Regions from separate parts of the Mus musculus genome. Here all the other regions are linked to region 1. Evidence: chromatin contacts called from public ChIA-PET and Hi-C data. All regions are on one chromosome and are shown on one strand. The core of a region is the stretch at or near the end of the contact, and the rest is flanking DNA. Distances in the headings are between cores, read along the strand shown. Region 1 overlaps Slc39a11 (solute carrier family 39 (metal ion transporter), member 11). Region 2 holds the start of 2610035D17Rik (RIKEN cDNA 2610035D17 gene). Region 3 overlaps 2610035D17Rik (RIKEN cDNA 2610035D17 gene).

What was found. A called contact is a pair of places that touch in the nucleus more often than the background predicts. ChIA-PET counts read pairs in DNA pulled down with a chosen protein or histone mark.
Region 2: a contact with region 1 is called in an RNA polymerase II ChIA-PET map of memory CD8 T cells, with 2.5 times the contacts expected there. The contact joins the promoter of 2610035D17Rik here to the enhancer-like site in region 1. A contact is called at or near these places in 1 of 39 promoter capture datasets (hippocampal neurons), 1 of 15 datasets of contacts at CTCF or cohesin (CD8 T cells), 16 of 484 Hi-C or Micro-C datasets (B cells, CD4 T cells, CD8 T cells and 10 more) and 10 of 115 datasets of contacts at active chromatin or transcription factors (craniofacial prominence, effector CD8 T cells, embryonic fibroblasts and 7 more).
Region 3: a contact with region 1 is called in a Hi-C map of CD8 T cells, with 4 times the contacts expected there. The contact joins two enhancer-like sites. A contact is called at or near these places in 1 of 15 datasets of contacts at CTCF or cohesin (embryonic stem cells), 10 of 484 Hi-C or Micro-C datasets (B cells, CD4 T cells, CD8 T cells and 5 more) and 2 of 115 datasets of contacts at active chromatin or transcription factors (forebrain and memory CD8 T cells).

Annotation. Positions count from the first base shown.
Region 1 is chr11:113,263,796-113,268,188 of GRCm38.p6, forward strand. All of the region lies in intron 7 of Slc39a11 (solute carrier family 39 (metal ion transporter), member 11), which reads right to left. Among named protein-coding and RNA genes, the nearest start is that of Gm51927, 43 kb to the right of the region's middle. Within about 2 kb of position 3,141, at least 68 of the 459 cell types and tissues checked have an H3K27ac peak or open chromatin away from gene starts, as enhancers often do. A contact at or near this core is called in CD8 T cells, Th1 cells, cortical neurons and 6 more, where this site is marked.
Region 2 is chr11:113,199,138-113,203,141 of GRCm38.p6, forward strand. It overlaps 2610035D17Rik (RIKEN cDNA 2610035D17 gene), which reads right to left and starts at 2,701. Exons shown (of 3, transcript NR_015556.2): 1 at 2,154-2,701.
Region 3 is chr11:113,174,981-113,179,494 of GRCm38.p6, forward strand. All of the region lies in intron 1 of 2610035D17Rik (RIKEN cDNA 2610035D17 gene), which reads right to left. Among named protein-coding and RNA genes, the nearest start is that of 2610035D17Rik, 25 kb to the right of the region's middle. Within about 2 kb of position 1,366, at least 8 of the 459 cell types and tissues checked have an H3K27ac peak or open chromatin away from gene starts, as enhancers often do. A contact at or near this core is called in CD8 T cells and Th1 cells, where this site is marked.

The DNA of each region.
Region 1 (4,393 bases), core at 1,891-4,390:
CTGGAAGACATTGGCGCACACCTTTAGTCCCAGTACTTGGGAGGCAGAAGCAGGCAGACCTCTGTGAGTACCAGGACAGCCAGGGCTACACAGAAAAACCCTGTCTTTAAAAAAAAAAAAAAAAAAAAAAAACCAACAAGACAAAATAAAAACAAAACAAAATGGTGCAAAGTAAAGGTGGATCTTGCTGAAATCTCAGTCAGTGGAGGGGTGGTTTGTAATTATTAACCCTAGCTCATGCCCTAAAGCTATCTATTGCTGAGTATAAGAGATCCGTCTGCAATAAACATTAAACTAAAGGAGAATATGCCAAGGTATTTTAACATGACCCGGGGCTTCTCTCGAGTGCCCAGCTGTCTTTCTTTCTTGTCCCAGCCAGTAACCATATGGCAGAAGAGTGCCCTGGCTGCTACGTTTTGGTCATGACTGGATACATTGGGTGGCCCTGGGAGGGTGTGCACAAGGGGCGAACCCAGTACGGGATGGAGTGGCAGTACAGTAAAATTATCTCTGAAGCTTCTGTCACCCCCATGGCCCTGGGATTTTTTTAACGGCTGAGCACTGGAACCCCTGCTGGAGTGGGGTTCATGAGAGGCCCGGGAGAGGTAGCTGGACATGGGAAAAAGGAAAGAAATAGGAGATTCAAGGTTATGGCTTAAAATATGAGATATTTCCCCCCTACAGCCTTATGTGTTGACTGCTTAATCTCCCATTGGTTGCACTAATTTAGAAAGTTCTGGAAATTTTAAAGGGTGAGACCTAGCTGAAGGCAGAAAGTCAACGGTGGCAGGTCCTTGGTGTTACCCTGTCTCTGGCCCTTCGCTTTTTCTTTCTCTACTTCTTGTCACCGGTAAGATAGAGGGCCTCGCCTGCCCAAGCGCCTGCCCCCTGGGATATTTTGTCCCAGTCAATAGAGCCAGGAAACTGAACTCCCTGACACTGGAGACCAAAATAAGTCCCCCCTCCCTTTAAATTGTTTATATTGGGAACTGTGGGCACAGAGACAGAAGAGCCGCATGGCATGGCTATGAAGGGACATGGAAAGAGAAATAACGGGACCTGTGTCTGGCAAACACACCATCAGCTGCCTGGTCCCCCATGTGGGGACTTGGCACTCAGGGTACTTGAACTCATGGCTGAGACCTAAGGAGAGCTGTGTCAAATGGTTGGGGCATTTGCAGCAATCGCCTCATACAGAAAAATCCTAGAGTGGGGCATCGTGGTGAACACATGGTGGTCACACAGTGGTCACGTGGTGGTGACGGTCATAGTGGTGGGGTATGGTGGGGTGATGGGGAGGTGGTCATGTAGAGCAGGTGGAACATGTCTTACGTCTCAGCACTCAGGAGGCCGAGCCTGATATTGTATCAACGTTGTATAAAGATTGTTTTCCTTCACCTCTGATTGGTTAGTAAAGTGCTGATCAGCTAATAGCAGGGAAAGAGAAGAAAATAGGGCAGGACTTCTGATCCCAGTCTGGGGGGTCCCAAGGAAAAAAATAAGGGTCATGGGAAGAGAGAAAGTGTGGCGAGACCGTGTGGATGAACCAGGAGGATTCGGCATGAGGTCACGATGAGAGAGCAGCCATGAGGACACACGTGGACCAGAGCGAGCCAGGGAGAGACTCGGATGTAGGTAAAGGACCACGTAGCTGTGTATTAGCAGTGCAGCCAAGTTAGATTAGCTCAGAATCTGCCCTGCTTAGGGCTTGCAGCTTGTTAATAAATATACAGGGTCTCTGTGTCATTTATTCAGGAGCTAAAATAGCCTAGATTGGGCATAGAAACACCCTGGAGTTATTCAGGAGCAAAGAAAACCCCCCAAAATTGCATTTATGGCATTCTGTTACAGCAAACAAGAGAAAAGCAGCTAGCCCACCAGGATAACTGTGCTGGGATCACTGAGTGAAAATATCTTCACTACTTCCTCTCTCGCCCACGTTACTGGTTGTTTTACTTAGAGACGTCTAAGACAATAATTCACAAACTTAGTCATCCACCAAATATTTGGAAATGCCTACTAAATTCCTGGTATTCAATTTAAAAAAAAAAAACCCCTTTGTTTAGTTTTACACCCAGGCAAGGGACTGAGGTGGACATTTTACATATCAAGCTAGACCTGGTCTCCAGGTTCTCCCAGCATCCCTCAGTCCCTACCTGGCATACCCTGCCCCCAACCTTGAACTTTCCAGCCCAGGGATGGCTGCTCTTCCCTGTATAATCCAGACATTTTGCTCTCCTCCTCCTCCTCCTCCTCCTCCTCCTCCTCCTCCTCCTCCTCCTCCTCCCCCCTCTTCTTCCTCCTCCTCCCCCCTCTTCTTCTTCCTCCTCCCCCCTCTCCTTCCTCCTCCTCCCCCCTCTTCTTCCTCCTCCTCTGAGTGCCCTATCTTTTTCTCCCCCCCACCTCTCCCCATGGCGACTCTCCTGGCCTCAATCCTTGGGGCCAGTGAACCAGCCTAGGAACAACTTCCCAATAACCCTGCCTTTGGCATAATCTAGTCTGGCTTGAATTGGCTAATTTTCCGGCAATGGAAAAATAACCTATCAGCATTTTGCTGAGATACCCTTAGAACGATATAAAAGTAGTCTTAGGCTTCTCCTCAGCCCTCTTGCACATGCTCTGTCATGAACAATGTACATATCTCTAACATGATGCCAACGGGAAGACGGTGCCGGCACACCACCACCACTGCCCCCATGCCACAGACTTGCTCAGTGTAAAAAGTGACGACATGACCATTCCTCGATATGGTAAAGGGGAAGACTTTCATTGTAAGTGTGTGTGTGTGTGTGTGTGTGTGTGTGTGTGTGTGTGTGTGCGCGCGTGCGTGTGAGAGAGAGAGAGAGAGAGAGAGAGAGAACAGCCAGAGGCATCAGAAGAGAGAAGGAAGTAGACAAAACACAGCCAGGAATATCTCCAGACAGACAGACAGACAGACAGACAGACAGACAGACAGACAGACACAGAGAGACAGGAACAGAGAGAGGAGATTAGCAGGGGATAGAGAACAGAGAAATCACAGGAGATGCAGGAGCTGAGCAGGAAGAGAGAGCAGATGGAAGAGCAGGGTTAGAAGAGCAGTGAGCAGCTGTGGGGAGGGGCTTTGGGGAAGGGAGGCGTTGAGAGGGCTAGGATGCTAGCGCACACTTGGAACTGTGGAACGGAGCTTGTGATACCAGCCTGCACTTTGATGTGCTAGGAGGCATCACAGGAAGCCATCTGTCCTTTCTGCCAGACTTGAGGCAAAGGGCTCCTTTGGGTAGAGGAGAATCAGTCTCACAAGTTCCTGAGGGATGCTGGCTCGTTTCTAACCACCCGACATCCTCCTATGGTCCACGTTAAACTCATTCCTGGAAATATGAACTGCCGCTTGGAGTTTGCGGAATTGGAGTTTTCTTTGGACTGGACTCCCAGGATCCTTCTGTCTTGCTTGCCAGCACTGGAGTTACAAACCTATTCCACCACACCTAGCTTTTAGGGGTGGGTTCTGAACTCAGGTCCCCATGCTTGTGGGCAAGCATCTTACCAGCAATATAAATAGTTTTTAAAATTAACTTTGAAATTGATTTCTTTTTTTGTTGTTGTTTTTGGTTTTTGGGGGGATTTTTTTTATTTGTTTTTTTTTTTGTTTGTTTGAGACAGGGCTTCTCTGTATAGCTCTGGCTGTCCAGGAACTCACTCTGTAGATCAGGCTGGCCTTGAACTCAGAAATCCCCCTGCCTCTGCCTCCCAAGTGCTGGGATTAAAGGCGTTCGCCACCACCGCCTGGCTTGGAATTGATTTCTTGAAATAAGGACTCATATATTTGTGGACCAGACTGACTTGGAATTTATTGTGTAGCCCAAGCAGGCTTTGAAGTCATGACATACATCCTGCCTCAGCCACCAGAGTGCTATGACTGCATGTGTAAGCCACCTCGTTTGGCTACCAAAAAACACACTTCAGTAGCACTTAAATACACTCACAGTGTTGTGAAGCCATCACCAGCAGTTCCGGAAATGCCTAGTAATAGTTCTAGAGCATTCTCATCTCTACCCCATTTAGGTGCTCGCTGGTTACCCTCCATATTCTGTTCCTCGTAGCCCCTAAAACCCACCACTGCTTTTTGTTCTGCCTATTCGCCCACTCTGAATAGAAACCATACGCGGTCCTAAGCATCTTCCGTGGACCATAATAGCTTCACCCACCCGGATGCTGCTTCACCACTTCCTGCCTTTTTATAAGCAATATGCCACTGCCTGTGTAAGCAGTGTTATCCATCCCTCCATCGATGGGACATCTGTGTTGTTTTTGCCTTCTGGCTGCTATCAAAGTGCTACACAAGCAGTCGTGAATGCATCTCCGTTTGGTCCCCTGTTTCCAATCATGCCCAGTCTATTCCGAGGAGGGAAAT
Region 2 (4,004 bases), core at 1,451-3,950, 65 kb before region 1:
TCTCCATTTTTACAAGATGGCTTTGTAGCATACAGGATGAGTTCGGGCCCCACTCGGGACACCAATGGGGTAATAGGAATCGTGGGTCAGAAGCGTCAGATCCTTGTTGGTGCCCCGGGGGCCTGATCAATACACCATGGTGCAAGCCAGATGTTAACATGTGGGGAATCTGGGGAAAGGAGACGGGAGAGGCCGTATTTGCCGCTTTCCTATAAATCTAGATCCGTGCTCAATTCAAAGGTTAATGTTAAAGAAAAGGCAGTAGTTTAAATCCTGCTGCCTAGCAAACACAGACCTGCGGGGTCACTGAAGCAGTTGCTAGCATAATTCGCAGGAGAAGGTCAAGCCAATGGTCCTGGAGGTTGGAGGTGTTGAACGACTCTTTGGAAGTGGGTAGGCCTGGCAGGCTCAGTGAACTTTTCGTGGTTTTTAGCCCCATGCCTCTGTGTCCCCTCCCTAAGAGAAAGGCTGTGTGAGAGATGAGTGGTGCCCTTCGCCTCTAAACCCTCTTGGAAATGTCTTCCACTTGTAAGGCTTCTCCAACGTTCAATCGACAGACTTAAAGAGGACAATCTCTAGAAACCAGTCGAGATGCGTCCTCCCAAGTGCAGAGAAATACTGAGGTACTAAGGGACTCCCCCGCCTTGGCATTTGCTTGCTGGGGCTAAGTTTGGAAATACCTAAGTATCCAACAGTAGACAGTAGCAATCCTTTGCTTGGTGGCTGCAGAATTCAGTAGTGCTACGAGAGTCATAAATGGGGATCGGAGGAGAGGCACATGAACAGGAAACAAAGTCACGAATACTGTGGATTGTACACCCTCAGCCTGACCCTAGAAGAGGCCCTTTGAAACCAGTCTCACTGACCAAGGACCCACAGACGATCTCTCCAGGACCCATTCTCCCCGTCCCCATACAACAAGAAACTACAGAAACGTGCACCTGGCAGAAAGCGTCCGGTCGCCACAATGCTAGATACACAGCGCTTCTTACTGGAGAACCGTCCAGAACCAGCCTGGGCATCCACAAGCACCTGGGTGGAACCAGGGGCAGCAGGACCCCAGTTTCTGCAGGACAGTCAAGACTCATAATACTTCATTTAAAACATTTTTTTTTCTTCCTATGCTGCCTAGCCTGCCCTCCTTGCGCAGGTGCTGACTGAGACCTCAGGGCTCCTGGGCACTCACCAAAGCCAGTCCCTGGCTGAATAGCTTCCTCTGTTGGAGGGAGTTCTGGGGTGGGAAATGGACCACCACACACACACACACACACACGTTCCAAAAGAACACCTCAGGACTGCTGACAGGGATCGGTGGGGGAGGGGAGAAGAAATCCATATCTGGAAATTGTCCCCAGGAAACCAGGACCAGGGGGAAAGTTCTGGAATTAAGGGTGAGAGCCCAGGAGGGAAAAGGAAACAGAGGAACCTGGTGTAATTTAGGGTGGGGAAGCTCTATCATTCATTCAACAAACACCTACTCTCAGACAACCTCGTGACAGGTACCAACCTCCCTACTACAACGCAATCACAAAAGGACAAGGAGGAGAGAGACCTATTATTGAGTACTGACTCCTATGATTTACAGTTATGTCTCAAGACCTAAGGCAAAAGTCTTCTTCATCATAAAAGTCACACCAAGAGGAGGAGGATGGTAGGTGCAAACACTGGACCAAATTCCTGCCCTGGTAAACTGTACTCACATGGTGGCCAATACCCATCTCTCCATCAACTCCACAGCAGCCCAGTCCTGAAAATAATGCAGTATCCACCAAGCGCTCCCACGGCTACCCAGCCCCCGTGGCCTCTTGCAAACACTGTGCCTCAGCAGCCCGCTGCGTGCAATGGGCAGCTTCCTGGAGAGGCATGGCTAGCAAAGCAAAGGGTCCCAAAGGACCAACCCTGCCAAAAGGCAAGTGCCAAGAAGGCAGGCGCTCTCTGTCCTGGCGCGGGGTAACCAATGGCTTATCCATGCCGCAGGACAGGACGATGAGCCCAGAACAGCCGCTGACTACAGAGATCTGAGCTAGTAGGGTCCACCTGAGGGTTGCTAAAATGATTTCCCGGACGTCAATCCTTAAACCTTCAAAAACCAACACAAGGCTAAAGAAGGGCAAATCAAATCCACAACTGCGCACTGCGGGGGGGAAACTTACCTCCAGGTGAAAGAGCGGCTGGGAGATGGAAAGACAACCCACGGATGATGGAGACCAGGTCGAGAGTCTTCTAAATCCAGTTGATAAGCACCAAGTAATCCACGTTAGGGGAACCCCAACCCTTTACCCCACTGTCCATCCAGCGCCCAAAGCCAAAGTGCGGCCACCACGCCGCGGCCCCGCGTGGGTAGCGCGGAGATTACGCGCTTCGCCTCCCAGGCGGCTGCCGCGCTATCTCCAGGAGCGGACCGGCGCCAAGAGCAGCGGGCGGAGGCCACCGAGGGCTCTGACCCGTGCATCCCGCCTCCTCGTACAGCTCTGCGCCTTTCTTCTATGAGCATCGCCAACGCAAACACACAATCCGCGCTAGGAGAAACCCCTATGGCGAATCCAGACTATCCTAATAGAAGCCTCGGGTTTGTAGTCGGGCAAGGATCCTGTGGTACAGGGAGGACGCTCGCCAGGCAGCAAAGCCCTGGAGGCGCAGAACCACAGCGTACAGCCCGAAACAGAAGAAGTGAACACTTTCTGCGCCACCACTGAGCTCTGCGAGCCGTTGGGCCATTCCAGCCTTTTTTATAGAGACGGGTTTGCGGGTGGGCACGGCCAGAGGGCGGAGTAAAGTGGTCGATTGGCCGAATGGTATCCTGGGAGTTGTAGTTTTGTCTTCTTACTCCTTCCGCTCATGGAGAATATTGGCAAAGGGTAGACTCACCACAGCTACCTCCCTTCGCAAACTTTGTAACGAAGAGATTCCATTCTGTTCTGGAATTTATCTCTTCTTCTAGAAGTTATCTCGTTGCCTTAGTTTCTTTTCCGTTGCTGTGATAAAATACTGTCAAAAGCAACTGACACTAAACAGCCACTTAATTTTTGACAAAGGAGACAAAGTCATACATTGGATTGCATATTTTCACCTTGTAAATAAATCAACTCAAGGCTGCATGAAAACAAAAAGCTGTGGAAAGCAAAGGAACCTGTAGAGTTAAGTGACAGCCCACAGAAGGGGGAAATCTGTGCCAGCTACAAGGGGTTACTATCTAGAATTTGCAAAGAAACGCAGACATTAAATACCAAAGAGGTAAAACTGCCAATCAAGAAACGGGCAGCTGAACTGAATTGACAGAGAGAGAGAGAGAGAGAGAGAGAGAGAGAGAGAGAGAGAGAGAGGAAAGCCAAGAGGAAAGGGAACTCAGATGGATAATAAAGGAAATGCAAAATAAAACTCTGATGAGATCTGTCCCACCCCAGTGAGAATTACTGTTGTCGACAAGTCTGTCAGGACACATTGGAGAAGCTGGGCAGAGGGAGTAGCCCTTACTCACTGTTGGTGGGAGGGGGAGTTAATTCAGCCAGTGTTCAGGTAGATCAGTTGGGAGATTTCTCGAAAAGTTGAAAATAGAGCTGCCCATATGACCCAAAATTTTACTCCTGGGTATATACCCAGAGAAGTCCATATCCTACCATAGAGTTTTTTGCACACACACACACATACACATACACACACACACATACACATACACACACACACATACACACACACATACACACACACACACACACACACACACACACACATACACACACACACACACACACACACACACACACACACACACACACGGTGTTTATTGATGCTTTATTTGCTACAGCAAAAAACCCAGCCTCAATCAAGATGTCAATCAGCAGATAAATGGATAATGAGAATCTGGTATGTATACAAAATGAAATACTATTCAGCTCTTAGGGAAAACTGAAATTTCAAAATTTTTGCAGGAAAATGGATGGGCTTAGAGTGGATAATATTAAGCAAGGTCATATAATCTCAGAAAGAAAAAGCCGTGCCATCTG
Region 3 (4,514 bases), core at 116-2,615, 91 kb before region 1:
CATCTAAAGCAGTGATGGGTACGTGAATCTTTTATCTAAAGATAGATCAAGAATTTTCTAGAGGATACTAAATTGTATTCTGGTCAGCCCAGCCACGGCAAAGGCTGTGGCCAAGTATTTTACCCTAGCTCTTTCAGTGGCTTTATCTTAGTTTTTCTTTCTTGATTTGTTATTTGATTGACTTATTGATTAATGATTGGTTTGTTCCGAGGATAAAACTTTGCACTGCACAGATCCTAGGCAAGTGTTTTACAACTGAGCTTAAACTCACAGCCATCCTTGATAGATAAGGGCAGCCACTCCTGCCCTTATTCTTGCTCATAAATATAACATTGTTTGAAAACTGCCTTTAACACCTCCGGTATGAGAGGAGGCATAGATATACTTAACAGTCTGAGACTTTACTAAGCACTGTCCAACCCCCGTGAGACAGGGAAGGGCAGGATTTTCAATACAGCAGAAAACTGGTAGATTTAGAGATGCATTTGTAATGATGCTACCTGGACACTAGAGGGCGCCATACCCCAAGAGTCTGGATGACCTGGCCCTGGCCCTGGCCCTGAATGGGCTCCACGTGTGGAAGTACAAAACTTAACAGGATAAAAGGTCCCAGATATCCTAGCTGCAAGCCTCAGGATGTAGACTCACATCCAGCTGCTGGAGTGACCAATCAGCAGGTTCCTGGAGGCCCGCAAAGAGGAGTCAGACATGTACCATATGCTCTACTTGCTCCTACGTATGCCAATCACCCACATAGCAAACATTTTCTTACACACATCTCTTTGCAACATTCCCAGACTCCCTTTGTCCATAGATGGGGACTCGGTGGACTCGGTGGCCAAGCATTTATCTCCCGCGTGCTTTAGGTCCCATCCCTGGCTCCACAGGGAGTCCACACTGACTTGCAAGCAGAATGCTGGGAGGCAGAGTTCCTGGATCAGGGAAGCCATAACCCTCTCCCACCCACCTAGGCAAGGCTGACGTCCCTGCCACCAGGCCAGTCCTGCAGAAATAACACAGCGGAGAAGTCACCATTTGCGCGTGGGTATGGGTGGGGGGCACATACTGAACGTTAGCACCCAAAGGCCCCTTCTTCGATATACTTAATAGTCTGAGACTTTTGGGGGGGGGGGGCTTTTCGAGACAGGGTCTCTCTGTATAGCCCTGGCTGTCCTGGAACTCACTTTGTAGACCAGGCTGGCCTCGAACTCAGAAATCCACCTGCCTCTGCCTCCCGAGTGCTGGGATTAAAGGTGTGCACCAGACTTTTCTAAAGCACTGTTCAACCCCAGTGAGAAAGGGAAGGGCCGGATTTTCAGTACAGCAGAAAACGGGTAGATTTAGAGATGCAATTGTGATGATGCTACCTGGACACTAGAGGGCGCCATACCCCAACAGTCTGGATGCCCTGGACTTAAATTTACTTTTTATTTCATAGAGTCTCTTGTCAAAAAACAACCTGCCCAAAATGACTCCCTAGCAGAGGGTGGCACCGTGTCAACCGCAAGAATAGGTCTGTCACAGCCCATGCAAGTCCCAATGAACAGAGACAAAATATAAAGAACCATGTGCTTTGCTCCAGAGAACATGCCATACAAAGACCAACCAAAGACCAACACTGCAGCCGTTCTGAGACTGACCAAGCAGAACTCGTGCTCAGAGCACTCATGCCGTGATCAACCAAGCATCGTGGTCCCAGCACTGAGCACCAGGTGGGACACTTCAGCCAGTCCTGGGGGACCTTTGTCTCCGGGCAAGGGCTCGGTCTCAGGAGCCACAGCAGGGGGACACTACAGCTGACCCTGAGGACTGGAAAGGCTGTAAAGAAGCCACAGGTAAGGGAGCAGGTACAGGTACAGGTACAGGGGACAGGGAGCTACTGCCAGGCCAGGCTGACTACCCAGCGTGGTGAGGAGGCCCGTGTCATGGCCCGCAGGGCTACTGTCTAGTTTTATTTGAACTCAGTAAAAAGAACACTTTCCAGCTAAGGAAACTGTTTGACTCTGTTGTGTTAACCTGCTCCTGTGAACAACACGGCTGTAAAACGGGACTTCTAATCTTGTTTTTAATGAGGACCCTAAAAGAGGAAAACGTGAACAGGGAGGGCCACATCCAAGAAGCACGGGCCCTGAATAATAACACCCCCTCTGGCACCCAGGACCCCTCCTTTAGATCGTAAGGCTTCTGGCCTCACTAGTCACAGCAATTGGTATCTAGAAGCCTCTTGCTGGCAGGGGACCTGACAACTGTCTTGAAGCCAACAGTGCCTGCAGGGCTGGGAGAGACAGGCGGCCACATGCAGGTGTCCCTCGATGTATGACCAACTTACAGCCTCTGAACACAATGGAAACCAAACATCAAAAAGCTACTTAATTCAGCCAGCTGGCCACACACCCCCAACTTAGGGGTGCAGAGCACAGCAGGCTGGGGGTTGTAGCTGGCTGCCCTTGCCCTGGGGTCACGGAGGCCACTGAGGATGGGGTCACATGACAGCCAAGCCAGGGAAGTACCCAGATTCCAATCAGAAGGCAGGCTTTGCACGGAGAGCATTTCGCTCACAGGACAGTAAGGTCAACAGCTCCAGAACAGTGCTGGGGACAGAATGCAGCAAAGGAGAGCCTGCAGAGCACGCATGAGGTCTGGGGTAAAGATGGGTGTGTGTGTGTGTGTGTGTGTGTGTGTGCGTGCGCGCGCGCACGTTGTGGCTTTGTTTTCTTGCTTTAATGGACATTTAAGCAAAGGAAAGTTGGAGCCTAGATGACCAATGAATGTTCTGGGTGTTCAATGAAGTAAGGAGTGTGGAATCAAACACAGGGCCAGCTCCCCTGGTGACCAGCCCATCTCTCTCACCTCCAGCTTTGACAGACACCGCCTATCCCGAGTTGTTCACAAAGAGGGCTGAGTAAACCGGAAACCCCAAGAAGAGGACGAGAGGAACCGGCAGGAGAAAGGACCTGCCTGTGGATGAGCAAAGGGCTGACAGGCAGTGCTGAGCGGCTGGAAGAGGGAAGAGAAGATGATCTTGGAGCGAGGTCCCCAAGCTCAGACACAGAGGATTGCTTAGAAAAAAAAAAAATGACAGCTTTTGTCTGGGTTTGAGGTGGCAGGCTCAGAAGATAAGAAGGAGGCCTGTGCCCAACTCCATGGGCTTCCCTCGAGTCTCGCTTGGGCACTGCTGAACACGCCTGGCTGAGCGGACCGTTCTCCCTCTCCACCAACCTCATGGGGTCTCAGGGAACTGCCTAAGGAGTTACCTAGCAATGCAGGACAGGATGGGAGTTAGCTCTGTGTTCCTGTTATTTACATTTTAAAAAGGTAATGCACACACACACACACACACACACACACACACAGCTTCTCATTCCACCCTGTTAGAACAAACCAAAACCAAAAAGATTAATCATTAAAACTTTAGAAACCTAGTACCTAGGCACCGGGGTAGCCCGAGGAAATAGCGGCTTGTTCTCAAGGAGATGGGGCAGAAAACCTGCCTCTGTATCAAAATGGGAACCTGCAGAATGAGCCCTGTGTCTCTGTCACAGCGATGTGATAGGGACATCTGCCAAGACTTTCAAGGAGACAGACGCTGGGTAGGTTTCAGCTTAGGCCACTGGCAACTCTCCTGTTCTCCCACAGTGCGCGCTAAGGGCCCTACTACCCATAGGCAGCCTGCTCACCTCCTGACACTTCTCAGCTACAAGCTCCTACCCCCAAAGGAATGACCCTTTGGGTTAAAAGCTCTGCAACCCCCCCACACACACACACACACACACACACAGTAGTTCCACACTTAGCAATCCATAAGCCAGGGCAGTTGGCTCTCGAGGCTGGGCCATGAACTCAGAAGAGGACAATGCAGCTTTTTTCTTTTGAGGAAGGTGTTTGCTTAACACTCTGCCCTCTGAAGGCCAAAGAGAAGAGCCGGGCTGTGAAGGCAGGACCAAGGATCAGCACCCAGAAGGCATCCCAAAGCCAACACCCCAGGGGGGTCTGCAGCGGAGGAGCACGGCATGAGCAGGGGGTGGGGAAATGCAGAAAGGGTCCCCAGAGCCTGCACATCCACTTACAGGGACAAATGGCCCTTAAGCTATAGCTGTGTGCCAGAGTGTTCCAAGAGGCTTAAAAGACGTGGAGCTGGAAAGCAGAGGAGAAGATGGAGGCTGAGATGTGCCGGTACAGCCCCAGGTTCAAGGCTGGATGGATACTGTTTCCTGGCTGTGCGCTTCTGCCCATCAGGAGCCCCTTCACCAGTGCCCCCTCCCTTGCTGTAAATGCACAGTCCCACACACAGATGCCAGTGTTGCTTCCAACCAGGTACCAAGGACCCAGTTGGGTCCAACGGTAAACTAGAGAAAGACAGACCATAGAGCATCCATAACTACATAGACATAAATGGAGCCAGCATGCAGGGGAGATGCTAGGGCGAGAGCCTGCTGCAAAGGCATGAGGACCTGAGTTCAAAGCCCACAGAGCCTGGTGTGAGTGTGTCGGTGCCTGGATCCTTAGCATGGGGA